Linked DNA regions of Mus musculus: all the other regions are linked to region 1. A link is a contact called in public promoter capture Hi-C data. All regions are on one chromosome and are shown on one strand. The core of a region is the stretch at or near the end of the contact, and the rest is flanking DNA. Distances in the headings are between cores, read along the strand shown.

Region 1 (4,657 bases), core at 1,185-3,684:
CTTTCCCTGGGGAGTCTTCCCCCTACTACTCACCCTCTTGGTACCTCCCCAACCCCAGCACTTTCTGTCCTATAATTTGCTTAAGGAGAGTATAGGCTGCCAGCTCAGCCCTGGATAAATTCCCACCCCCTTAAGTTTCACTCACTTTGTATCAACCCAGCAGGCTGGTGTTTCCTTGGCCCCTTAAGGTGTTTTTCCTCCTGAGTTCACAGTTCTTGTATTCCTTCCACCCCAACAAGGGGAGATAGGTGCCTCTGTTCCCCATTCCACCTGCACCCCAGCAGGGCTGGGGATAGGCGAGTATGGGACATTGTTTCTGTGGGTGGGGATGGCTGGACTCCCCAGGTTGGGAAGGTCCTTGCCTAGTTTGTGTCTTCCTCAGCTAGCAAAAGTTGGGGCTGTGGTCTTAGAGCTGCCTGGTGTCAGGACCAGATCATTTCTATAGGTTCTGTAGCCGTTGTTTTAATCAGCAGATGAATGTTAGAAGATGCTGCCAAGGCAAGGCAGAACATGGCTAGAGAAGGTTCCGGCAGCTCAGATTCCATCCTGCCCAGCAGGTGCCTGGCACTTTAAGGGACTCTGGCAGCTCTGTTCCTAGGTGAGGTGACCACCAGAAGATGGACAGAGCCCTAGTGTGCTTGTCTACTACCTTCCCCAGTCAGCATTGTTTTGGTCTAGTTCTAAATTCCAGGGCTCCAAACCAAGCAGTTGGTACTGTCAGGAAGACTGCCCCAAACCAAGAGCCCCTGCCTAACTCAAGCCAAGGTCTGGGACTGGATGGCCACTCCAGTAGACGAGAGCTGCCACATCCTCTGCTTCCAGGCACTGGGCCAGGATAACTTAGCTGAAAACATGACCACAACCAAATGAACACTGGTGGCAGCCAGAGGCTAAGAGCCTTTCCTCCTGCGCTCAGTGATCCCCACGGGTGCCCAGAGCACCTGGACTTCAAATTCTATATACAAAGATAGAGGATATATTAGAGGTATTTTTGAAAAGGAATTGGTCTATGCAATGCCAGTTTGGGACCTGTAAGACAGTTTAATGTTTCTATTAGAGAGATATAAAAGATCTGCAATATTTTTAGGGTTCTTTTCTGGTTACCCTACAGCTGACCACGTGGTCTGGCAGGATGAGCAGGCCCATCTTCTTCTGTGGGGAGAATTTGCTTTTGTGTTATTCCTTTCTAACCAGGTTACCACTGCACCCCATTCCGTGGGCTGTTCATATCTGTCTCAGCTTATAATAGAAAATTATGTCATATGGGGAAATCAGCCTAGTGTCAATGTTTGGTTTGGGGGTGGAATTAAATGCCGATGTTTTTGTTACTGCTTTTTGTTGGTGTTTCTTTTCATTCTCATCACCGTGTTGACTTGGGGGCTGCTAACAGGAGTTAGCCATGTATGTGTAAGATGACATGCTGGGGAAAGTAGGTTAGTGTTCTCCAGTCTGACCCCAGTCATAATGCTCACCACAAACACACACATACATATTACATATATGTCCACACATGTTTGTATGAATATGAATGGGCACTTGACAAAGGTCGGAGAACACCTGTTACTCCTGAACCTCTTCTTGTTTGAGACGGTGTCTCACTCTGGTTTTGGGGAAAGAATAAAACGTTTTTATTTGGTATTTATAAGGTTTCCTTTAGCCATGAGGTTTAAGGAGACCTACTACTCCTCATGCCTCCAGAGTGTTGGGACTACAGAAATGCACCACCATGCCCAGCATCAATTCGGGGATCTTAAAGCCCCACTTTTGGTCCTAATCATCGAAGAAACTGGTTAAAAATACCTGTCAGGGCACAAAGAGGGAGCTGTTGCCTCTGGTTGCAGAAATGGATAACCTGCATGGTGTAGCATTTGGAGAAGAATGGATCTACAGCAGCTAGCCCCATATGCCATGAGAGTAGTGTTCTGGGTGAGAAACAGAAGAAAAGCATGAAAGATAATTTGGCCCAGCGCCCCTTGGTTCTAAGAGGGCCATTCTGAAACCTCTGGCAGTGGACAATGAAGGGAAGCCTAGAAAGTTCCCTAGGAAGCCAACCAGTGGAAATTCTCATAGGCCAGGCCAGTGGTGGTCATTCTATACAGACTCTTCCATTAACAGTTTCAAGGCCAGAATGTAGAGCCTTTGAATTCTGATGTCTGCTTCAACAACCAACTCATTATGATCTATCCCTTTCCGGGACTTCCAACTCTGGGGTACATCTCACTCTGGCTTGGGACTGTAGGATAATGTTTAAATGATTATTGTTTGGGAAGGGTCTGACAGGGATGTAGCCACAAAAACCTGAAAGTCTGAGCTCCCGGCCCTACAGTTCCCTGCAGAAACTACATTTCCCGACATGCACTGGAGGGCGGGGAAAAGTGCCCGCACGTCAGCTCAGACGAGTCTCCGCGTGTCACGTGATTTACAAGCCGGAAAGGCCTAAACCAGGAACCGGATGTATTTTGTTGCTCCGGCGGAACGCTGGAGAGATGGTGAGCCTGGGGTGGAGTACATGTGTGATTTGAGGGTACCAGGGGTCGGGGCTCTGAGTAAGAGTCTCCTTGGGAGATGGAGTTGGGCTCTCCAAACCCAGATCGCTCTCTCCACCGCTTGCAGACAGGTGACACGAGGCCTGACGTGGCTTTCTAAACCCGAGAGCCACTTCTAGTAAGCCCTCCGTGGTTCTAAATGAATGAGAGGTTTGGAGTGTAAACCGGCTGCTCCGACCCTCCGTTAGTGCTTGTACACGAGCCATCTCGCCTGCTGAGCCTTTATTTTTCTCCAGGCCACCGGGACAGACCAAGCAGTAGGATTTGGCCTTGTCGCCGTTAGCTTGATCATCTTCACCTACTACACCACTTGGGTGATTCTCTTGGTATGTGTGCCCCACCCCCACCCCGCTCACCTTCATTTTGCTCTGGATCTCTAAGCCAGTTTCCTAACGCGACTTAATCAGCGTCTGTGTGCCAGCGTCTGGATGTTTAGCTAGCTCTAATCTCACGAAATCTACACTATGGTGCTTGCAGATGGTGTCTACATTTTATAGATGAGGAGGCTAAGACTCGGGGAGAAGGCTGTTTCTCAGCCTCTGAACTGCCGCACAGTGAGGCTTTATTTTGTGTTTGTCCTCCTGGTTAGCCAGCAGGTTCCTGGGTGTAGCAGTCGCCGGTGGAGTTTATTAACATCTCAAGTCTCTCTCTCTCTCTCTCTCTCTCTCTCTCTCTCTCTGCCTCTCTCTTTAATGTGGGAAATTTTGTTAGTTATTGTTTTAAAGTACACTGTGCTTGGAAAGGGGCATCTTGCAGTACTTGGTATCCTTCAGAGAGGAAAGTTAGGTGGGCTGACCTTCGGTGATGAAGAGAACTGGCTGATTCTCCAGAGGACTGGGGTTCAAGTTCCAGCACCCACATGGCCAGCTACAACCATCTGTAACTCCAGCTCCAGGAGACCCAGCAAAAGTCCCTGGAACGGAACGCCATTGCTGCTTAAGTTGTGTTAGGAGTTAGATTGGAGATCCAGGGCTTGGATGAAAGTACACCTGGACTCACAGGCACAAATGCATGATCAAAAAATAAAGACCTCTTTAAAAGACCTAGAGTTCTCAGAAGGCAGAAGAAGGGGGGAGGGCAGCTTGGTGAGGTCAGCCAGGGCCTCAGAAATCAAAAAGGATGGTTTCCAGCACTCACAAGGCCCAGGCAGTATTCAACAATACAGAGACAATATGGTGGGTCTCTTGTTATGATACATATCCACGCTTGGGGATGCTATCAAGGTGGGCCCTCAGTATCCAGTGCTGCCAGGGGGAGGTGGGACGGCTTCCCTTTGGGGCTGAGTAAGGTGAGCAGTACTCACCAGAGCTCTTGCCCTTGGTGCCAGCCATTCATTGACAGCCAGCATGTCATCCACAAATACTTCCTGCCCCGCGCCTACGCCGTCCTCCTCCCGTTGGCCGCAGGCCTCCTGCTGCTCCTATTTGTGGGTAAGTCTCCCGATCTGGGGCAGGGTGTCTGGAAGGCAGCGTGCTTCCACATGCTGGCACCTGCTGTACATCTGCTTAGACTCTCCTTGTCACCAATGCTCCCCGGGGCTTTCCTATTCCTTAAAGGCCACGGGCAGAAGCTCCTCTAGTGGTGTTCCCAGTTTTCAGGTTCCTGGGGCAATGAGGACATGGCTCCCCTTTCTTTCCTGTCTCAGCTTCATCTTCATCTCTTCAATGTTCCTGCCTCAAGTCACCCTGGCATCTCTTACGGCTCTGTGGGTTGGGAACTGTGTCTTTGCTGTTACGCTATTCTAAGCTCTAGCCCAGGAGCCTAAAAGAGTGCTTGGGTTGACTGAGGAACCACATGGCCGGATGATGCACAGGTGGTTAGCCTTGCACCATTTTGGTGATAGTTAACTGACCCTCAGTGGCTGTGTGACCTAGTGAATGACTGCAAAGATGCACCCCTAGGGGGGTTGGTTGGGAGCCTGACCTTGCATGCCTGGCCACCTAGCTTCCACTCCAATCCTCCCAGTCCCTCCTATTCTGTGTATTACAGGATTGTTCATCACCTATGTGATGCTGAAGAGCCAGAAGATAACCAAGAAGGCTCAGTGAAGGTCCAGCAGGGATGAGGCTGTAGGGGCCTTCTCCATATCTCCTCCAGAAAAGGGACCAAGG
Region 2 (4,657 bases), core at 1,489-3,988, 2.5 Mb before region 1:
GAGAGATGGGAGGGTGCCACCATAGTCCTCCTAAATGTGCCCAGTGGACACAGGTTGACCTGCCAGGCACTGTAGCCAGCCTCTCCACACTGGTATGGAGAGTGCAATGCTTGGTGGCTTCCTGGGTGCACCCATGCCCAGCGCCCCCCCCCCCCTTCTGCTTTGATTTCCCTTAGTATGCTCCTTGTATTCATCTTGAAGTTCAGGGCCCAATCAGAGGAAGGCCCCGTGGGTCTTCTGTAGATTTATGCTGTGGTCACAGGCACCAACCCTTGGACCAGACGTTGTGGTTGAAAAAAACTTCAGTTTTCAGAGCAAGCTTCTTTCTACCTGGGAGTGGCCCATTAAGTCAGTCTATCTAGGCTTGTAGGTAAAAAAAGGAAAGAGATTGGAGAAGTGGTGGTTCAGTGCTTAAGAGCACATTGGCCTTGCCAGGGACCTGGATTTAGTTTCTAGTACTGCAGTGGTGGCTCCCAGCTTCGGCTCCAGGAGGATCCTCTTCTGGCCTTTGCACATAGCACAGTTAAATACTACAGACAAAACACTCTTCTGGGTAAAAAGTAATTTTTAAATTGTTTGTGTAATACAAAGAGAAAGAAACAGACATTCTTGGTGGGTTGGTTTGTTTCCCCCACCCCCCACCCCCCCCGTGGGTGTGCGCCAAGACTTGATGTCAGCTCTTGTCTCTTAAGCCACATTTAAGACATTAGGGGTTTGGGGAGTGAAGAGCAGAAGTTCAAGGCCATCCTTTTCTAGTTCCACTCCCCACCTCCCAACCCCCAGAAAAAGAAAATAACTGGTTTATGTTGGTTCCTTCTCTTGTAAAGTTGAGTTGCCGGTGGGGCTGCCTGGCAGATGACAGTTTATCAGGCACTAGACCTGGGGATCCATTCCCATTACTTAACCCAGTTTAGTTTATCTGTAAAATATACTTAGTATCTTGTTTTGGAAGAGTTTGAGGCAGGGGTCGTGGCTGAGTGATAGGGAACTTGCCTCTTAGGATCCAAGCCCTGTTTTTTAACCCTAAGATTATCTGTAAAAGTTACTTTGTATCTTATGAGGGTTACAGGAAAATACAGCCAAATGCAGCAGGAGCCTAGGGTAGTGATTTGGTATGGGAGTGCTAAGGGCTAATGCTCTAGCCCTTTTACTTTTAGACACTTAGACACTGTAGCCCAGGCTAGCCTCTGCCTCAGCCTAAGTCCTTGTTTTGTTTGTGGAATTTCTTTGCTACTGTGTGCCAGGACCTCACAGGGCTATCAGGAATCATTCCTGGTGAAGGCATCACCTGAGTTTTAGCAAATGTTAGTCACAGTTTATAGCTCTCCTTTTTGTCAGACCGTTCCCTCTTTAAGAAGCCTGTCCACAGTTGCCTGTGTTGGAGGTCTCTAGGCTTGGGAGCTGTGTGGGTTAGAGGTCCTTAGAGGTTGTCGCCAGATTTAAGCTTACCAATTGCAACAGATGAGTGCAATTAATTCACCGACTTGAGCATAAGGTGCACCACCAGGAAGGCCTAGCTGAATTTCCTGGAGTTGAGATGGAAACTTGGAGGAGCACATTTGTATTCTCTCACCATGGACTGTATATATATATATATATATATATATATATATATATATATATATATATATATATATATATGATGTATTTTACATTTATTGTCTACCCACCATGAATGACTTGACTTAAAGCCACATTGCTTTATGTATAAGAGCTGATAATAAAACGGGAATACTGAGAGTATGGATAGTTCAAGCTCTAGTGGTAGAGGAACCAGGTAGAGAGCTTTCTGGATTTCCAGGACCACGTGTTGGGATCCAGGTAGACAGAGAACTATCTTTTCAAGTCCTGAAAAACAGTGTTTAACCATTAAATCCCTCCGACATAGTGCTTAAGGACTTTTTAATAATCTAAAGCTGTTTTTGTTTGTTTGTTTGTTTGTTTTACTGTTTTAGCCTTTGACTTTTAAACATTTCCCCATTTGTCATCACCAAAAATGTGCTTCCCTCACCACTGAGATCAGGACACCTGTACGAAGTTGAGCAGAAGGACCTGTGGCAGAAAGGTCCTTCCTACAGTCAGAGAACTTTCCTGTGGTTCTTTTGAGTGTGAATATGTAACAGATTTTTAAAAATTCAGAACCGAGGGCAGAGGCTTGAATTGGCCCATGCATAAACCCGGTCCCGCGTGTAAACTGGATAGAGGAACTGCTTGCGTGTGGCTCTGCACAGCAGCCTAGAGTTTGAGTCCCCAGCTTCTCCATCTAGAAAAAAATGAAGGTGCCCGGGTGCAGAACTCAGGCGCCTGATTGTAGCCAGGGTACTCCTAAGGCCTGTACTTTTGAGGGGCTGCGCGCGCCCCCTCTCCAGAGCCCCCAGCCGCCCCGCTAAGGGAAGCCACTGAGCCACCACGTGATGGAGTATTGGGGAACGGAGGCCCCGCCTCTCAAGTCACCGCGCGGCGCGCAAATGTCCCGGGTCGGCTGGAGAAGGGGAGAGCGGGGGAGGGGAGCACCGCGCGGGGGCAGGACCATGCGTCGCTGAGCCGCTTCCTCCCGCCTCTCGTCCAGGCCCCAGTGTCCCCACCGCCGCCGCCGCCACCCGCCACGGCCCCGCCCCCTGCCCCGCGGCCGCGGCCAATCGCTGTACGGCGCGAGCCTCTCCGGCCGGGGGCGGGACTTGCGCAGGCCCGGCGCGCCTGCGCTCTGCGGCCTGCCCCTCGCCGGGAAGAGGAGGAGGTGGTGGTGGAGGAGGTGGAGGAGGAGGAGGAGGCGGCTCAGGGCAATCCAGAAGCGAGCCGGAGCGCGGGGCGCGAGTCGAGGAGCCCAGCCGAGCCGCCGCCGCCTCCCCGCCTTCAGCGAGAGCCCCGGCCGGGGGCTCGCCACAACGCGCCCGGGCCTGCCTCCGCGTCAGGCCCCGCGGGCAGTGCCAGGCAGCCAGGGGGAGGGCAGGCAAGTGAGCGCCGGGAGGAGGCGGCCGGAGCGAGCGGGCGCCGCGCGTGTGGCGTGAGGGGAAGCCGCTGGCCGCCCCCTTGGCCGTCCCTTCGCTCCCCCTCCCCGCTCCCCGCCCCGATCGCGGAGGGCACCATGTCTGCGCCGACGGCCAAAGCCAGTAAAAAGGAGCTCAACTCCAATCACGACGGGGCCGACGAGACCTCAGGTGAGGACCGGGCGCGGCGGGGGCCCGGCCGCGCCGCCATCTTTCGGCCCGGACCGCGGGGCTGCGGGGGGCGCGCGGGGGCCGGAGAGCCGGCGCCTTTTTTGTGTGCGGCCCGGGACCGGGGGGCCGGGGTGGCGCCGTGGCGGTGAGCGGTGCGGCCGAGGCGGGGGCGCTGCGGCCTGCGCGGCGGGCGGAGACCCCCCCTTCCCCCCGCCCGCGCTCTCCTCCCCCTCCCTCCCTCCCGAGAAGCCTCTCTTTATTGTGCTCCGCCATGATGCCTCGCTCCCATCAGCCGCCACCGCCGCCACATGGTGCGGCCGGACGCAGCCTTGCGGCCGGGCCTCTAGTGCCGCCCTGCTTCCCGCCCTGAGCCGGCGCTACCGCGGAACCGGGAACCGGGGTTTGGGGCGGGGTAGGGGCGCGGAGCCGGCGGGAGGATGCTCCAGGCTGCGCGGGTTGCGCACCCCACGTGGGGCAGCCACACTCGGGCGCGCCGGGGGTGCGAGGAATCTGGCCCCGAGGCCGTATGATGCAGGGGCTTCAGGGGCCTTTAGGACGCCTAGCCCTCGCCTGGAGGGTCGTTTCGAGCCCAGGACAGCTGCAGAGCCCGGGCTGGTTACCGGAAATGAGACGCGCGATCGGGCCCCTTCACGCCCACTTGGCTTTGTAAAAGCCTTCACAACCCTCGGACAAAAGGGCACGAAATAGGAGCACACCCCCTCTCCTTTTTATGGCTCCAAGTTTTTGAGTAGGGTTTTCCCACGAAGTGTCCTGAAATACTGCACGGCCGTATATGATGACCAATCTCATCAAGAATGGGTTGAAGGAGTAAGGTCAGGTTTACATTCTAAGTCTGAGAAGACGACTCCGGGAAGTTTGGTGACTAACTGGTCTTTGTCGGTGTATATTGATAATCATAACAAATTGAGAGCACTTTAAATTTTTTTAAAGCAGTTATAACAGTTGATAGTATCCTAATTTGTTTTATGGCCATGGACTAGTTTCCACACTAAGTGGCAGCTGGCACTGGCACCCTTTCTCTTACAATTGTATAATATTAGTAATAAACATGAAAAATTCTTGAATGAGGTGAAGCCTCTCATTCACCTTTAATAATGAAGGCCAATGATTGCACCTTTGTAACGAACGAAACTCTTTGAAAAGTAATCCAGGAGTGAAGCATTTTTCCGAGTAGCGGAGTAGATGCCTTAATTTGTGAATGGTAGGGTAATGAGAAAGTAATTCTCAACTGCGTGCTCGAACACGTGGGGAGCATGCTTTGTGGTGAGCTTCACTGTTGCAGTTCCCATCCTGGGATCAGGAAGAGGAGCTTGTAATTAGTGTTGAGTCTTATGTCCCCTTTCTTGTTTTGCAGAAAAAGAACAGCAAGAAGCAATTGAACATATTGATGAAGTACAAAATGAAATAGACAGGTAAAATATATTAATTCATGTTATGGAAAGTTCTCTTGTGGAACTGATTTGGCATCAGGTAACTAC
Region 3 (4,657 bases), core at 1,384-3,883, 2.4 Mb before region 1:
CAGGCTATGAAGACCAAGGAAACTGGTAGGTAGAGGCGGCTTGGAAGAGGCTCTGAGCCAGGCAGCTCTAAGGGCCCAGGAAGCTCCCCCTACCTGGGAGCTGCTGCTGGTTCAGTCGCACGGTCACCCGAAGTCCAGGGTCCAGTTTCTTGTCAATCTTCACCTCCTGAAGAGAAGCTAGAGGGAGTGAGTGAGTGCCACACCGTGAAGGGGACACGTTGTCAGATAACCCAGGTCAGCCTGCCCCGTCCAGGGTCCATGGAGGCCACAAGAGGGCACCAGATTCCCTGAAACCACCTGATGTTAACCGCCATGTGGGTGCTGGGCACTGAATGTGGGTCCTCTGCAAGAGTAGCCAGTGCTCTTTAAACTGAGTCACCTCTCCATCCTCGAGGGGCTCATAGCTTGAGCCCTACTTTGGGATAACTAGTGTTTCTCAGCAGGCCTGGAGTTCAGGTCTCCTCATTCATGTGTCCTTACCTTTTATAGCTAGCAAGTGTCCCCAAGTGTACCACAGCCCACCTTCCCAATCCTACCTTCTTCATTCCACAGTTGACCAAAGAGCCATGGCCTGCCTTGGTGGGCCGGTCCACCACGACGCCTTCTCGAAACTCAGACTCTTCGTCCTGACGCATGTGGTGAGGGCTGTCCAAGGGGTTGAGGATTCCTGGGCAGGGAACAGGAGGTGATGATAGGACCAGGCTCTACCCCTAGCCTGTGTTCCCACCTGGATCCATCTTGGTGCCTAAGGCTGAGTCATGGGAAATGGGGCAGGCACACTAGCTGTACCTGCAAACTGCAGATCTTGGTGCTTGGGGAAGAACGCCTTTCTCAGGTACCTAGGGAGGAATGCATCTGTCAGGTCCATCCTGGGGAGGCTGCCTCCCAGCCACTGCCCTCACCTCACACTTACTGTGGACACTCCAGGTACTGTAGGATGCGGGCCAGCTGGACACATGCCTGCCCTTTCTTGCCAACTCCCCTGAATTCTCCTTCCACACTCCTGGAAAGATTAAGACAGACCTCAAGATCCAAGTGCTGGGCTTATTATACTTTTTTTTTTATTTTCTTTCTTTTTCATTTGTTTTTGGGGACAGGGTTTCTTGGCATAGCCCTGGCAGTCCCAGACCTTGCTCTGTAGACCAGACTGGCACTGAACTCTCAGAGATCCACCTGCCTCTGCCTCCTGAGTGCTGGGATGAAAGGCGTGTGCCACCACTGCTCAGCTCAAGTGGCCTTCTGGTCTCCAGAACCACACTGGTGTTTGTACACAAGCACCATAAAGAAATGCTAAACACAACCCAAACCATCCAAGTGCTGAGCCTCAGCACAGACCATGGGCAAAACCCTGAGTCCACTCTCTAGCACCAAGGGTGAGAAAAAGTGAGTCTGCAGCTGCCTTTGAGAGCTCCTTCCAGGCAGCCAGGCAGGTGACAAGGAGCAGGACAAAGCCATGGCCACCCCTGCTGGTCCTCCCCACTCCCCAGAGACTCTCACTTGGTATCTTGGCCCTCCTCATCGAACACCACAATCTCATCCACACAGAAGATGGTGCAGGCTCTGGCGATCTGGCCAGCCAGGTAGGTGCGGAGCTCAGGTGACTGGGCATTGTCCAGGATGGAGCCTGGCAGGGCCACACTCAGAGTGTAAGGCCGTCCTAGCAGGGACAGGGGATGTTCCTGTCAGCCTGACAGGCTGTGGACCTTCCCTCCCTTGCATGTCCCCATGGCTCAGAGATTCAACTTACCTCACGACCCAGCTGCTTACCTTGGTTGCTCCTCTGGGCCGCCGCCTCTTCCTCCTCTTCCTGGCGTTTAGCCTCTTCCTCTTGGGCACGCTGCCGCTCCAGTTTCTTCATTATCTTGAGGTCCTTCCACTTCTTTTTCTCCTCTTTTTCTGGAGAATTATTGGAGGGAAAGGACTTGACATGGGGAGGAGAGTTCCTTCTCGCTGGGCTAGCCTAGGCTCTGGAGAGGCTGCCACCACTCACTTGGATACACTGAGACCCAAAGAGGGCTCGTCGGGCCATTAGCTGGTTTGTGGAAAGGGAGGGCTCAGTGCGCTTGCCCAACCCGGCCTCAGCTTTTTACTTACTCTGCTGTTTCCATTTTCGCCATTCAACCCTTTGGCCATGTTCACCCTGCAAGTAAGGAGGAAGATTGAGAGGCTGACCGGTCACACATAGGAGGGGCGCATCCCATCGGGCCTCCCGCCATCTGACTCTCTCAAACCAGGGTAGAAGTACACAGGGACTCGCCGTGCACAAAGCCTGGGATCAGATCCGGGAAGCTGAGGAATGAATCCCCATTGGGCAAAAGAAGAAACCGAGACAAGGGGAAGACAGGTATGGCCATAAAGTCGCCCTAGGAATCAGAAAATAAGCCAGGAGAGGACTCAAGACACCGTCGCCCCGCGAATGAATGTAGATCGGACCAGCTAACTCTGCAAGCTCAGGCTACGGGAGAGGGGCGAGGGGAGAGGAGAGAGCAGAAGACCCGGGCCGACACCACTGTGACACGCTGCAGATTCCAGGCCTAGCCCGGAACCCATCGGTCCGCACATACCGGACCACACGGACGCTTCCTCGGGCGCTCCGCCATGTTTCCAGGCCCACCGCGCGCCTGCCAGTTAGCCTCGCCTCTTCCGGCCACACCTCCGCGGAGCTGCCCAATCAGAGGCCCAGCGGAGAGTGGGGCGTGTCCTGGGTGCCAGGCTGAGGCGGAGCTCAGAAACGCCACGTGCGAGTGCGGAGGCTGCTGCGTTGGTACCCTGTCTCCAGGGCAACGAGTTCGCAGCACTACGCTGTCCGAACCCAGTAAGGCTCATGTGCCGCCCTTTCCATTGTTAGGTACCCTGGTGATATTTAGCTTCCATGTTTTATGTAAGGGCACCCTATTGGAAATTACAAAAGACTACCTTTATCCAGTTCATTTGCACTTTCTTTTTATTTATCCATTCAGTTTCCTGGGACTCCAGCTAAGGCCCGACGCGTGCTAAATTTAGTGCTCCACCAGTGAGCTATATTCCCAGCCTCGTCCAGACTTTATTCTTTTGGTTTTTTAAAAAGATTTATTTATTATTATACATAAGTACACTGTAGCTGTCTTCAGACGTGCCAGAAGAGGGCATCAGATCTCATTACGGATGGTTGTGAGCCACCATGTGGTTGCTGGGATTTGAACTCAGGACCTTTGGAAGAGCAATTGGTGCTCTTACCCGCTGAGCCATCTTGCCAGCCCCAGACTTTATTCTTTATCAGTTTAATTCATTTGTTTGCATGTAGTACTTTAAATTTTTTAAAAAAGAAATTGATACAGGGTCTTACTATGTAGCTTGGACTGACCTCAAACTCAATCTTCCATCAACCACCTGAGTGCTGTGATTGATTGATTGATTGATTTTTGGCAGCCCTGGATCAAATCCAAGGTCTCCAGCATGCAAATCACTGATCAACATTCTGTGTCTACTTTAAAATCATTTTAAGTAAAGAATGAGAAGATAGGACTGAAAGAAGTCCCTGCAGAAGACTTTTAGCTGCTGCTATAATAGCAGCCATTGTATCTGGCATGAATTCCAGAGGGATTGTACCTAGGGTTTGAAGAAGCCTTTTGTAAAGTTATTGATTGTTGTCTGAGGTTTTATGGGGTTGCTCTTCCAAGGATTCTCAGAGCCTTTGCATAACTTAGTCCTGAGACATACCTGACAAACCAGGATGTCTCCTGGGACTTGCTTAGGTATGCCTGGGAATGTAGGTTATGCCTGAGTATTGCTTAGGTAGGGTTCCTTCAGAGAAGCCTAGATAAGGTAGCAGGTTTTGGTATACAGAAATTGACTTGCTACAAGTACCTTTTGTGTAACAGTAAGGAGGGTCTGCAAAATGGTAAATATGTGAAGTTCAATGCCTGAGAGGATGAGCCCCTGCTGCTGAGAAGCCTAACAGGTCCTGCAGTGTCTCCTTTTCTTTGCTCTCCTGTATAACCCAGAACACCAACAGGTTCCTCCCCAAAAAACTTTTCTGCCTGATAGTTTTATATTAACTTTTTGTTGTTGTTTTTGAAACAGGCCTTAATATATAGCCCTGGCTGTCCTGGAACTTACTATGTAAACCAGGATGCCCTCAAACTCAGAGATCCTCCTGCGTGTGCCGAGCAAGTGCTGGGATTAAAGACTTGTGCCACCACGCCCACCCGGCTTGTATTAACATTTTACAATGATCCGATACTTTGTTACAGTTGAGGAACAATCCTGACACATTATTACCGCCAACTACAGTTTACATCACTCTTTTAGTCATACTTTCTTTTTGTCTGTTTTGCTTGCTTTGGTTTGTTTTTTTGAGATAATGTCCATCCTCCTGCCTTATCCTCCCAGGAGCTGAAATTACAGGTGTGGGGCACCCTGCTGTGTGAATTTTGACTTTATTTATATGAGTGTTTTGTCTGTATGTATGTGTGTGCACCAGAGTCTTGCCTGGTGCCTGAGGAGGCAAATGGATCCCCTGGGACTGAAATTATAGTAGATTGTAAAACACCATGTATGTGCTGGGAACTGAACCCAGGTCTCTGGAAGAAAAACCAGTCATCTTAACCACAGAACAATCTCCTCAGCATCCCAAGTTACTTCTTTGAGGTGCGATGTGGGGAGGCATGGACTGTGA

Evidence for each region. Promoter capture Hi-C pulls out the DNA fragments that hold promoters and counts their contacts. Capture Hi-C pulls out chosen DNA fragments and counts their contacts.
Region 2: a promoter capture Hi-C map of pre-B cells shows a contact between it and region 1, with 5 times the contacts expected there. The contact joins the promoter of Set here to the promoter of Dpm2 in region 1.
Region 3: a contact with region 1 is called in a promoter capture Hi-C map of liver, with 2.7 times the contacts expected there. The contact joins the promoter of Spout1 here to the promoter of Dpm2 in region 1. A contact is called at or near these places in 1 of 39 promoter capture datasets (liver) and 1 of 9 other capture datasets (liver).

The regions. Positions count from the first base shown.
Region 1 is chr2:32,568,424-32,573,080 of GRCm38.p6, forward strand. Dpm2 (dolichol-phosphate (beta-D) mannosyltransferase 2) reads left to right here and starts at 2,435. Exons shown (of 4, transcript NM_010073.2): 1 at 2,435-2,489; 2 at 2,783-2,872; 3 at 3,874-3,976; 4 at 4,536-4,657. The coding sequence starts at 2,487. The coding sequence ends at 4,594. Fam102a (family with sequence similarity 102, member A) reads left to right here. Exons shown (of 11, transcript NM_153560.4): 11 at 1-1,327.
Region 2 is chr2:30,063,736-30,068,392 of GRCm38.p6, forward strand. It overlaps Set (SET nuclear oncogene), which reads left to right and starts at 2,739. Exons shown (of 8, transcript NM_001204875.1): 1 at 2,739-3,158; 2 at 4,534-4,591. The coding sequence starts at 3,086.
Region 3 is chr2:30,175,826-30,180,482 of GRCm38.p6, forward strand. It overlaps Spout1 (SPOUT domain containing methyltransferase 1), which reads right to left and starts at 2,634. Exons shown (of 12, transcript NM_172660.4): 1 at 2,565-2,634; 2 at 2,095-2,140; 3 at 1,768-1,896; 4 at 1,498-1,657; 5 at 914-1,003; 6 at 790-839; 7 at 537-667; 8 at 94-166. The coding sequence starts at 2,600.